Linked DNA regions of Sus scrofa: region 1 is linked to region 2. The links are chromatin contacts, called in public promoter capture Hi-C maps. All regions are on one chromosome and are shown on one strand. The core of a region is the stretch at or near the end of the contact, and the rest is flanking DNA. Distances in the headings are between cores, read along the strand shown.

Region 1 (6,868 bases), core at 31-2,530, 240 kb before region 2:
AGGTTTTGATACGTCAGAAAGGATGCCAATAAAAGCTTTTTAAAAAGCATAATATCACAGGAGTTTCTGTCATGGCTCAGTGGTTAAGGAATCTGCCTAGGAACCATGAGGCTGCGGGTTTGATCCCTGGCCTCGCTCAGTGGGTTAAGGATCCGGTGTCACTGTGAGCTGTGGTGTAGGTCACAGACGCGGCTTGGGTCCCGAGTTGCTGTGGCTTTGGCGTGGCTGGCAGCCGAAGCTCTGATTAGACCCCTAGCCTGGGAGTCTCCATATGCCGCAGGTGTGGCCCTAAAAAAGACAACAAATAAATAAATAAATAAAATAAAAAGCAGAATATCACAGAACTTCTTGCAAACAATCTAGTCAGGAACACATAAATAATTAGGAGATACTTAAAGTTAGGTTAAATCATTGTCTGTCCTCGCTGAGGTCCTCTGTAACCTGCTTGGTATGAAAATGCACTTTGCCCTTCTTGGTTACAAAGAGAAAATGCAAGTAGTCTGATGCTTTACTGTGTCAGAGGCTTTTCCCCTTAAAGTTCCTCATTTAGTAACACTATTATTTATGAGTTGATTTTTAAAAATGGTAGGCTTTAAAAAAACTGAGGCTGAATTAAAGTAGTTAGGACTTCTAATTTCCTATTTCTGAACCAGTCTGCAGTTAACAGGCTCTGGGACACCTGATCCTTCCCCCCTCGTAGACCCAATGCCCCTCCCCGCCCCCGACGACTTCATTCCCTGTCCCCGTGGACTATCCTGGGCTCATCAGCGGGACGGTCAAATTCCCAAGTCTAACTATTGATTTGTTTCACCCACATAGTTTAGGAGCACACGCTCATGAGTAATCCTCAAGCGTAATTAAGATTCGATAACCATTTCATAAAAAGTTATTTCTTCAGAAACGGTCATCTTGTCTAATCTAAGCAACCTCAGATCACATACCATTTCTTCATGCATCTCAGCCCTGAAAACCTGCCTGCTGTTTTCCTCCCTCCTCTCAAAGTGTCGTGTCCGTGGCAGGAGCATCCTCTCTCGGACAGAGGGCGGCCAGGGAAGTGGCCGTGGGAAAGGTCACGGTCCTACTCAATTTTCAAGGTCGAGAGGCGTTCCCGTGGTGGCTCAGCAGGTTAAGAGCTCAACTAGTACCCCTGAGGACTTGGGTGTGATGCCCGGCCTTGCTCAGTGGGTTGAGGATCCGGCACTGCCGTGAGCTGTGGTGTACGTTGCAGACACGGCTCAGATCTAGTGTTGCTGTGGCTGTGGTGTAGGCCGGCAGCGGCAGCGCTGACTCAAGATTTGACCCCTAGCCTGGGAACTTCCATAAGCTATGGGTGTGGCCCTAAAACGGAAAAAAACAAAAAATTCCAGGAAGCAAACCTCCCAAGTGAGTAAGCAACTCACGATGAAACCTATTATGTGTAATTTATGAACATTTTAAAACATTTTTAAAAGTTTGATTTTTAGCTTGAGTCACTTCTCGGGGGAACAAAATGCCATTTGTTTTCATGTTATAAATAATGCGTAACTAAAATTCAAGAGGGCAGTCCTGTGCTTAAAAAAGAATGCAGAAGTCCCTTCCCTTACAGGCAGCTGGGCTGATGCGTTCTTCAGTCACGTGTCCACGCTGGTGGGGCTGACAGCTAGGCATGCGCAGTTACGTTGGAAGGACTGATTATTCTTATCTGGAGTTCAAGGTTTCCTCCTAGGCGAAGAAGAAAATGCCATGTGATGGCACATTAGACACAGGCGTATCTGTAAGAGTGCAGAGGGCCTTAACCACCATCCAGCCAGTCAGAGCTGAGAAAGCATCCCAGATGGGTGCAGAGCGACAGGGCCTGCTCTGTGGGAGACACAGGATCGAGCCAGGCCTGGAAGGGCAAGGCTGACGTCCACCTCTGCTGCCAGAGACAATTCAGAAACCGAGGATGTTTCATTTCGTGGTAACTCCCTGAATTGGCGTTTAAGACACCTTTCATTTAGTAAATACTTACTAAGCTCCTCTCTGTGCCAGGGACAGTTTTTATGTGTCCATTTGGGAGCATGGGCAGAAATCCTTGCCCAGACAGTTTGCATTCTAGGGGAGGCAGAGACTATAAACACGATATTTATTTCATGACATTATCAGGGGATAAAGGTTATGAAAATACAGAGCTGAGTTAAGAGAGGTCAGGAATGCGGGTGTGGGAGACATGCAGTCATAGAACCCTCTGCGTTTCCTGCCCCTGCGCTGGGCGTTTCCACACTCATCAAGTCCTCGTGTCCTCCTGGTCTCCTCTACACGCCCCTCTACGCCCCTGCACAGAAAATGAGCTCCTTGTGAGCAGGGACCACAATTAACTTCACTTACTGCTGTCTGATCCACTTGTACAGTAGTCAAGATTAAGAATAAGAATAACGACGGCTAACATGCTTGTTTGCAAAATGCTTTACCATCGTCTCTGGTTCTCAAAACAACTTTGTGAGCGATGGAGGCTCAACAGTTTTGTTATCCCAAAGAAGTACAAAAGACTCCAAGGTGGTGCTGTGGCTCAGTGGGTTAAGGACCCAGTGTTGTCTCCACGAGTATGTGGGTTCAATCCCTGGCCTCACTCAGTGCTGCCGGGGCTGTGGTGTAGGCCTCAACTACAGCTCTAGTTCAACCCCTGGCCTTGGAACTTCATATGCTGCAGGTGAGGCAGTAAAAAAGAAAAAAGAAAAAAACAGGATTCCAAGGTACAGAGGAATTCAGTGACCAGCTCATTATTAAGACTTAGGCTATGCCTAGAAAACCCTAGGCATAGCAAAGACGCTACCAGAAAACTGTTAGAGCTCATCAATAAATTTGGCAAAGTCAAGGCATATGGAGGTTCCCAGGCTAGGAGACCAATCAGAGCTATAGCTGCCAGCCACAGCCATAGCCACAGTAATGCCAGATCCGAGCTGTGGATCTGGCATTGCAACCTACACCACAGCTCATGGCAACACCAGATCCTTAAACCACTGAGTGAGGCCGGGATCAAACTTGCATCCTCATGGATACTACTGAGCCACGCGCCATGACAGGAACTCTTTAAATCTTTACTGGTATCACGCATGGAGTTCAAAGCTGTGAAGGCCACTCTCTGCAAAGGCTCCCGGTGCTACCCTATGTTCACATCGACTGCCATGAACCACCTGCACTGCCATTCTTTGAACATACACTCACTAAGCTTGTGTCCTCTCACAGCCCATGTACCACTCATCATCCAAGATCCTTTCAGGCCATTACTCACCCAGCCACCTGGTCACTGCTCCCTGGAACTCACACCACATGGCTGCCCAGCCCTCCACGCTTCGTCATGCATGAATCTCAAGTTGTCCTTCCTCATCTGGTGAAAATCTTGCTTCTGACTCACAATCTCCTCTTTGTCTCAAGCGTTGCCCTTATCAAACTTCCTTGAGAGGATGAAGAGTAACTGGGTACTAGGGAGTTCCAGGAAGGGGTAGAGTGAGTGAATTCTCTGTGCTTCCGTCCTTAAATCCCTAATGCCAACCCAGACTTGAAATATAAAGGCACTGGTCTTGTTTGAGTCATCATTTCATTATGTAAAATGAAGTGCTTATTAAATGACCCAGAAAGAGGCAGGGAAACATACCAGGTAAGACCCTGGGCTTTGTAATCAGTAAGACTTGTGTTCACACTCATTTACTAGCTGTGAGACCCTCGCAAGAGCCTAATTTGTCCTAAACTTTCCTTTCCTTTCCTGTAAAATAGGGGAAATGATATTCTCTACCTCTCTTAACACAGTGCCGCACTTAGGATGAATGTTAGAAAAGTTAACTACTGTTATGGACACAGGATTATTACCGACATTTGTTTTGAAATGATTAAACACTTGTATTTACTGTCAATTCTCATATAGCTTCATGACAACTACTGCTGCTCTCCTAACTGTGGATATTAATTGTACAGGAAACAGAACTTACTTCTTCACTACCAGGGAAGAAGGAAGCCTTGTGTAAGACTGAAATGCAAAGTCACTCACAGTGTAAGGCCTTAATGTCACAACGTTGTGGTGAACAATATTCACCAATGAAAATTACTTTGGGGATAGTGAAATGTGCTATTTTAAGGCATGGACAATTGTCTAAGGGGGCACTTAAGAGTCTTTTGACACACTGTATAGTATGGTTTTATTATTATTTCCTAGGGAAAGTTTTTATTGAAGCCTTGAAAGTTGGCATTTGGTTACGTTCTTCCTATCAGATACCTTGCAAATAGTTCAGAAACTTGAGGCAAATTATTCTCTAAATCTCAAAATTAAAGCTACTAATTTCTTTCAAAAACTGAAACTTAGATAATGAGGTAGTTTTCCTATTTTTTCTCCATTGTCAATTAGCAATAATACAGGTGAAAAATCTAAGAGTGATTATCCACTTATATCCCTAAGAAAGCAATGGTGCTCATCCTTAAACTCTGCAAACAAATCAAGAAAATAGCAGGTACCTAATATATAAACAGAACACAAGTTTTTTTCAACAACTCGAATGTTGACAATGGAAAGAGGATTTGAATATGATATTGCATTAGCTGGATCACTGATACCAAAGAAGGTGGAAAGTACTTCAGCAGCTGGAAACAACTTTGTTGTTGTTGGGTTTTTTTTGTTTTTGTAGTTTTTTGGATTATTGTTGTTTCCGGTGATTTGGGGTGATGATTCGGATGCAGGCACTGTTTTGTCAAAGCATTCCTATAATTTTGTGCATTTATGCCATGAACCTGGAGAAGTAGTTCTTCTCTTATGGAACCCAAACACTTGTTAATTGGGTGTGTCTCCAAGTCCTCCAAATCCCTTAAATGTGTAGGATCTCTTGAGGACCCTGTGGAGGCGGTTTTTACCTCCTCCCCTCTCTGACTTCCCCTGCATCCTCTACCTCTCCTGACCGCCTATGACTGCTTTCTCCTTTCTGTCCTCCTCCACTTGGGATTATACCATATCTTATCCCTTAGTCTACCTACTCAAAGTAGCCTGACTATAAGCTATGTGTAATAAACATGTAGCTATTTGCTTAAGGTGTGGGGTGTAAATGGAAATTATGCCACAATCCAAAGTGGCGCACAGATCGAAAAGCAGAAACCACTGAACTAAAAAGGAACCGTTTTGTAGTTACACTGGAATGCAGCCACACCATTTCTTACCTAATGTCTACGGTTCTTTCACATTACAAAAGCAAAACTGAGTATATACTGAGTACATACCATAGAGACCCAGAGAATACATGGCACACAAAGCCAAAATATTTACTAGTGGCCCTTAAGAGGGCAAGTTTGCTGACCCCTGAACTATATCAGACTGTGAAGATTTTCTCACAGGCTGGTCCCTGTTTAAGCCTTGCCTTTCCACCCTTTTCCCAGGCCTCTCTCACATTAGATACTCATTCCTTTTGTTCAGATCTTTACTGCAGTCTTGAGGTACCTCATTTCAACTCTAGGTTTTCTTGTAAATGCCAAACTCCATTTTTCTTTATCATACACAGTAATTCACCAGGTCCTTGCTACTCTGGCTATAGCCAGGAGTCCTAAAATTTCCTATCCATAAGATCCTCAGGGCATTTTCAAAAACAACACCACTAAAGCACTATAAAGAGATTAGGCTATTCTTGTAGAATCCAAAGCAAAATCACCACATTTTTTTTTTAGTATATTTCTTTCCTTTCTGATTCTTTTCCCTCAGCAATGTGCATTAAACTAAAACTGGTATTTTATATTCATATACATGTCAGAAATTTTAAACTAGAACTAGAAAAGATAAGGAAGAAGAAGAAGCATTTTATAGTTAATGAATACATATGCAATTCAAATTTTTCCAAGCAAAAAAGTATAGAGGATAAGATCAATCTTCTCCTAAATAGAAATAAATTTGCAAAGCTGTTATGTTTATTCTTTGGCCTCTACTCATTTTGCTTCTGTCAAGGGGCTTGTTTTTTTTTTTTTTTTTTTTTTTTTTGGAGTTCCTGTCATGGCCCAGTGATGACAAACCCAATTAGGAACCATAAGGACTCATGTTTGCTCAGTGGGTTAAGGATCCAGCATTGCTGTGACCTGCAGTGTAGGTTGCAGACGCAGCTTGAATCTGGTGTTGCTGTGGCTGTGGTGTAGGCCAGCAGCTACAGCTCTGATTCAACCCCTAGCCCGGGAACTTCCATATGCTGAGGGTGTGGCCCTAATAGACCAAAAAAAAAAAAAAGCTTGTTTTTCATGACTGTTCATGGAAGCAAATAAAATGTGTGTTGCTTTTTAAAAATTCAGATTTGACATGTTACTTTTTGAAGCTTTGATGCTCATCTACCCTGAACCTTCTCCGATGGGCATTTGCATATGCCCCAGGGATACCTGGGTGGTATACCAACAGGATGTAGAAGTCATGAGATTAAAAAGGGCAAGGCTTCCTAGAAAAATGGCTTTTTCTATTATTCTGATAGTTCAAATGGAAAATAGTATTATTTCTATATTAACACAAATAACATATGTGAGGGAGCAGAAGGCAAATAGGTAAGATATTTAAGATGAGTGAGACAGAAGTTATGCCTCCAAGGCTCTTGGGTGGGGTATTCTTTCTCCTTTACTATTGGGGTATTAGGATAGAAAAGTTGTGCAAAACTGTTTCATAGCCATCTTTGCTGCCACCAAATACAAACAGGCAAAACATGAGCAGTGAAGGCAATGGCTGTCTTTACAAGAGTTCATTAAAATATAGATATATTCCACAAGAGTGCTTAAAATGTCCTTTGATTTGGCCTCATTCCTGCTGGTTATCTGCCTAAAACACATTTCACCTTTCTTCCTATCTAAGTTGGATTAACCCAGCTCAGAATTCAGTCACCCAAGAAGCTCTCCCAAAAAATTCCAG
Region 2 (6,037 bases), core at 579-3,078:
TCTTGGCTCCTCGGTGTATCCCCCGTTAAATGACAGATTCCTTCGCTCTAAGGGAAGACGAAGCAATGAAGAACAAGAAACGCGGATCCACGTGAAAGAGGAGGAGGAAGGCTTAGTAGGTTGGCAAGTTGTAATTCGGGCTTCACTGGGAATGGAGGCCACAGCCTTTGGAATTGTTCACGGCTCTTCAGCCGCTCTGCTCTGCAATCCTTTGGCGCCGTCGAGTTCTGAACATTCTTGAAGCATTAATGGAAACATTGGCTCCTTTTCTTTTTCACAAGAACTACCTGGAAAATAAAAAAAGAAAAGAAAAGGAAAATGGTGCTGCTTTGATTGAAGTGGCCACATGAAGCCCCTCGAAGCCCTCTGTCAAATCCTAGGCCCATAGTTTGAAATCTTCGTGAGGCCATTTCGCCGAGGGAAATGACAAGAATACCGTTAAGTTAGAAATTCCCACGCAGAGTGCAGTGACAGGGAAAACGCAGCGTTGGAAAATTACTCCCTTGGCTGCAGAAGCAAGGATCTAACAGTCTTCCAAGAACTGGCTCTCATTCTGACTTGGTTTCCCCACCTTTGCCATATAGCCTGGGTGCTTCCATGCCATAAATCTCACTTCAGTTACCAGAGGTAAAGGGCCAGTGGGCAACAGAGTGGGAAGTACCCAGGCCCAGAAACTGGGGGCCGAGATAGGCTGGCTCTGACCCATTCACTCATTCATCACCTGTCCACGGAATCCCCATGGTGAGCTCAGGGCTGGCCTAGAGGCTGGTGAGGCCTTTGGAAGTCTTCGGGGAGAAGGGGACGCTGGGATGGTTCTGCATGGGATTCTGCATGGGATTCCCAGAACGCCCTGTTGGAGAGCGCTCCCTGGGAGGGGCGCGGGGAAAGGCTGGAAAGCTTTCCAGAGGAAATGGTGTGTGAACTGAGGACTTGACAAGTCGCAGTGAGCCTGCTGCTGCTGCTGCCGCCGCGGCCGCAGAGGCAGGGGCTGCGGGAGGCTGGGCTCATGGCATTTAGCAAAGCCTAGAGATCAAGATGAGCCGGAGAAGAGGGTGGGGTGTGTGGAGCTAAGCAGGGGCAGACGATGCCTGCGGCCCTTGTAAGGAGCCCCGATTCTCCCAAGAGCTGGGGCGGAGGGTCCAAGTCGGGACTGGAGCGGTTGGATTTGCTCCTCGCCAGCAAACTCTGTGACCTTGGACCATGTACTTTTCCAGTTATCTCATCCGAGCCTGGCTGAGCTCTGAGGTCGTTTCCTGCTCTGACCGTGAAGCTTACAGTAAGAGCAGTCCGGTCCTCTGGTCCTGGGGCTCTTTGTAAACTGGTCGTTGCAGTGCCCCTTCCGCGCACCCGGGCCTCCAGGTCGGTGCGACTTCTGAACATAAGGCCTCAAGGCCACCCTGCTTGGCGAGGAGCCAGATAGATGGCCAAACAGTGGACCGGAGGAGGGGCTGCCGGGGCGGCCGGAAAGTGCGAGGCGGGCCGCTGAGGCCCGAAGAAATCGGCCCTGGGTTTAAGGCAGGGCGGCCGTCCGGCCTCCCAGCCGCCGGGGATTCTTCCCAAACTCGCGGCGCGACACCAGCTCCTGCCGCTTATCGCATCTCCAGGGTCTCGGAGCAAGACTGACCGGCCCGGAGGGCTGAAATCCGCCCACGGCTCCCTCCCAGGACCGAAGGACCTGCGCTCAGGACACGCGGCCCACAGGCACCCTGGCCATCCCGGCCGCCGGAAGCGCGAGGCGCGCGCCGGGTCGGGGGCAGCCGCTGCTCCGCGCAGGCGCGGGCGAGCCGGGCGCGGTGGCACGTTGTGCGGCCCGAGGCCTCCCTCTAGTGGAAGTTGGGCGCCATGGCAGGGCCTCGTCCATCCAGCCTGGGCCGCGCTGGCCGGAGCAGACCGCAAGCGGCCCGCTGGGAGCCCAGCCAAGAGCGGTGTTTTTCCAGGTCCGCGCAGGGCCACGGGAACCCGCGTGTTTGTTTGGTGGGAATGGATTCCTGGAAAACTAGACGGAAGGTACTCTGCAAACCGGCGTGGACCGTATTGTTTGGGAGTCAGCAGCCTGCAAAGGAAGGGTCAGGTGACAGCAGTGCTGGGAACCACCACCCCCTCCTCCCCTCCTCCTGGCCTTGAGGGCTCGCTGACCTTGAGTTAGGCGCTCCTGGCAAAACAGCGCTGCGGCTGCGGGCAGGAGGCGGCGGCGTAGGCGGTGGGGGTGTTGCAGTGTTTGGATCAAGACTTAGAATGAAGGAATTAAGAGCTACCCTGGCCAGCCTACAAATTCCACCTCCCGGGCCAGTAAACTGGGGGATACCCGCTACCCCTTTGCCAGCCCAACAAAGACATGGACTAGTAACAGTTCCAGAGAGGCGAGGTGGGGACCCACCCAGTCAGAACAATGTCTGAAGGGGGCCCAGCAGCGAAGGCTTAGCTGAGGAGGGTGAACGCCCCCAGGAGAAGGAGACTCCTGTGCCTTAGTCCACAGAGGGAGCCACACTGCATACACTTCTCTGCATACAGTTGCTCTCCTGGGCAGGCCCCGTCCTCCCCTAATTCCCGACTCTGAGTTGTTCAGAGTCTTCTGTGGCCCCACCCTCTGCTTGTCTGGAGCAGTCAGTTTGGGGTGGGTTTTCTCTCCTTGGAGATTTAAAGATGTATCCATCAAAGGCGACCCTGGCCTCTGCCCCTGTTCCGCTCCACCTGTATTTCTAGGGCTGCCTGCTGGCAAACGGCTTCTTTAGGGCTTCCCCTGTTTCTCAGGCTCTCCCAGCTGCTGGCTCCGCTCTGTTGATGGATACCATCCAGTGTCACCACAGGGGCTTCCAGTGCCTGGAATTTTGGTGGGAGGAGAGCAACTTCAGGAATGAAGGTATGGGGACACCCCTGGTGGCTCAGCAGGTTAAGGATCAGGCGTTTTCACTGCTGGGGCTGCTTGGCCTGGGAACTTCCACATATGGTGGGTGTGGCCAAAAAGGAAAAAACAAAGGGATGAAGGTACGAACTTAAGAAAGTTTTGCCCCTGTTGCCGAAGCCGTGCATTCCATCCGAGGGCATTTCTTTAGTCGCCGAACATTCGCCCCGGCCGTAGATAACGGTGTTGGACTATATCACCCCTTCATACCCACTTCTCCCAGGTCCTCCAAGCACCTGGTGATGGAGGTGCCCATGGAGATTTCCTGTGGAGGAAGATGCCAGGGGCAGAACAGGGGCCTGGAAGGCTCACAGGGTGACTCTGTATGGGGACACTGGTGATCTTCTTCAAGAAATGTCTAGACTGGGTGACCTCCCTGGAAATCTGGCCCAAAGCCCTCCAGACCCAGAGGGACAAATTGAGACCCAGAGAGGGGAAGGGACTGGCCCGTGTGACTCAGCAAGCTGGTGGCTGAGCTGCAGTGAAACCCCAGGGCTCGGGAGACCCAGTCCATTCATTTATTGCACACATTAGTTGAGGACCTACTATGTGCTGGGCACTGTGCTCGGTGTTGGGGATACAGCCTATGCCTGCATAGGTCTTACATTCTCTGGTGTGTGTGTGTGTGTGTGTGTGTGTGTGTGTGTGTGTGGACTGTGGGTAAACGAATTTATTCCCCCGTGCTGTATAGATAGGTAGAAGTGCCACGAGACTCTGTGCTGTTTCCCTTGTCTTTGAAGGAAATGGGCTTGAGGCTTGGGAGGAGACGCTCCGTCCCGCATTCCCTCGTTAAATACGTGCTAGTGACTGATGTCTGATTGCGTCCTGGCTGCTCTGGGGGACACGCACGCAAGAGCTTTTGCCTCCAAACCCTGCGCAGTCAGCTGGGCGGAGGAGACATGCCTCTTAGCCTCTTTGCAGTCACGTCTGTAATTTTTATGCCTATATTGTCTTCCTCTCCTACTCTCTTCCCAGAAGCAGGTTTATAGAAAACTCTGATTCGGAAGTGGTGCAAACCCCTCTCCCCAAAGGCATCTCAGACGCAGTCACTGTTACTGAGTTACTGATGGACATGAGCCAGTGGCCTTGGGGAGGCAGTGGGCAGGCCGGCCACAGTCTGTAATAAGGGAGAGACAGTGCAGCAGTGAATAATAGAACAAAAAACTGCCGGCGCCTGCAGGATCAAAGCGCGGGAGAAATAGTGTCTCTGGGTTAAGCAGATCAGCCGGAGGGGGCTGGGGCAGGCGGTGCACACCTTGGACTCCCTGGGAGGGAAGTCGGGGCTGCAGAGGAACCGTCAGCTGGAGAGGGGGTTTCTGTGCCTTCCGAGATGCTCTCCTGTGGCTCTCTTTCGTGCCTTCCCTGGATCGGGGACTCTTCCCTCTACCACCCCTTTCTTCTGTCCCACCCTCGAGAGTAACGAGATGGAGAGGGGGAGGCAGGAGAGCCTGGACGCTGAGCTTAGGCAAGGCCAAATTCCTTCCCAGCCCTCCGTCTTCCCTCCTGTCCAAGGAGGAGGTGGGAATCTGGTCTCGAACTTTCTGCCCACTTTCGTAAACTGTATGTCTCTGAAAAGAGGCGGTGAGAATCTGCTGCTTAGGCTGTCTGTCCAGTTGCTTTTAGACCAGGCGGGGCGATCGCCACAGCTGAACCTCCATTTCTTGGGGGGACAGAAGGAGGGCAGGCGGTGCTCTCCACCGCCTTACCCCGCCCCCTGTTCCCACTTGCTAATGGAGAAACTAGCAGCAGCCTTAGGGTAACTGGGGGTGGCGGTGGCAGTGGTGAATTATTATTGGTATTTTTATCTTAAAAAACTGAGATATCGGTGTTAATGTTTGCACCTTAAAATATATACGCAGTTCTAGAGTAGGAAGCCCTGATGGTGTGAGGTGGGCTGGGGATGGTTGCAGGTGTTTATCTCCGTCAAGAAGACCCCAGGGGCCCTCGGCGTTTGCTCTGAAAACCACGCCCCATCCGCTCCTTGTGAAAGTGTGTACAGGCGCCCACGGTCAGCCTGAGTCCTGGCCTTTTGTCTTTCTTCCTCCGTAAGTCGAGGGGGGCGGTCCGTGTACAGTTAGAGGAGGAAATAAGTCAGTCAGGAAATAACTCATTTTACTATTGGAAAGTCACCTAAAACCTTTTGTTTATGAGCACAGGGGCCTGTGGGGAGCGGGGGAGAAAACAAGCCCATTCGTAAAGACTGACGCTGCCGTGCTGGATTTAAACCCGAGACGGGACCATGGAACCCAATGCACAGGTCCACACGGCCGGGGCCTGGAGGTGTGAGCGCACATGCACCATGCCGGTGGGCCCTGCACAGACCTGCGTGATGACACACCCAGACACACGTGTGTACCGAACCTCCCCGCCAGATACACCCCGTCCAGGGTAGAGACCCGGCGTTCTGGGTTGACTGTGTCCCCTGGGACTTGCAAAGGTGACTTTTTTGCAGAGTCTTGCAGACAGGTTAAGATGAGGTCGGACTGGAGCAGAGTGGGCCCTGACCCAGTGTGACTGGTGTCCTGATATGAAGAGGAAGATTTAAACCCAGAGAGAAAGAGGGAGGAAGGCCGTGTCCTGATGGGGGCAGGGTTTGGAAGGAGGTTGCCACAAGCCAGGGAGCACCGGGGCCTCCAGATGCTGGAAGAAGGGAAGGATCCTGTCTTGGAGACTCGGGAGCATGGGTGGCCCCGCAGCACCTTGATTTTGGACTTCTGGCCTCCATACAGTGAGATAATAAATTTCTGGGTGTTTTTGTTTGTCTTTTTGTTTTTTTTACGGCTGCACCTGTGGCATATGGACGTTCCTGGGCTAGGGGTCAAATGGGAGCTGCAGTTGCTGGCCGCAGCCACAGCTGCAGTGATACCAGACCCGGGCTGCGTCTGCAATCTATACAGCAGCTTGCGGCCACGCAGGATCCTTAAACCCACTGAGTGAGGCCAGAGATCAGATCCAAATCCTCAAGGACACTATGTTGAGCCCCTAACCCACTGAGCCCCAACAGGAACTCCAATTTCTGATGTTTTAAGCCACCTAATTGTTGTCCCTTGTTATGGCGGCCCTAGGAAATGAAAACCCCTGATAGGCAGAGTCCACGGTGCGTGCCCACACCTGGGGTGCACGGTGCCTTTGGCA

Evidence for each region. Promoter capture Hi-C pulls out the DNA fragments that hold promoters and counts their contacts.
Region 1: a promoter capture Hi-C map of fetal liver shows a contact between it and region 2, with 3 times the contacts expected there. The contact joins the enhancer-like site here to the promoter of LOC102160111 in region 2. A contact is called at or near these places in 2 of 5 promoter capture datasets (fetal liver and liver), 16 of 47 Hi-C or Micro-C datasets (alveolar macrophages, blood, embryonic fibroblasts and 10 more) and 2 of 2 datasets of contacts at active chromatin or transcription factors (alveolar macrophages and skeletal muscle).

What each region holds. Positions count from the first base shown.
Region 1 is chr9:135,088,908-135,095,775 of Sscrofa11.1, reverse strand. LOC110255546 (a long non-coding RNA gene) reads right to left here. Exons shown (of 3, transcript XR_002336089.1): 3 at 1,241-1,701. Among named protein-coding and RNA genes, the nearest start is that of CD46, 14 kb to the right of the region's middle. Within about 2 kb of position 1,280, at least 33 of the 83 cell types and tissues checked have an H3K27ac peak or open chromatin away from gene starts, as enhancers often do. A contact at or near this core is called in alveolar macrophages, fetal liver, liver and 5 more, where this site is marked.
Region 2 is chr9:134,855,208-134,861,244 of Sscrofa11.1, reverse strand. It overlaps LOC102160111, which reads left to right and starts at 1,828. Exons shown (of 4, transcript XM_013989671.2): 1 at 1,828-2,007; 2 at 2,752-2,860. The coding sequence starts at 1,843. It overlaps LOC102160321 (a long non-coding RNA gene), which reads right to left and starts at 1,737. Exons shown (of 3, transcript XR_001304238.2): 1 at 1,276-1,737; 2 at 1-287.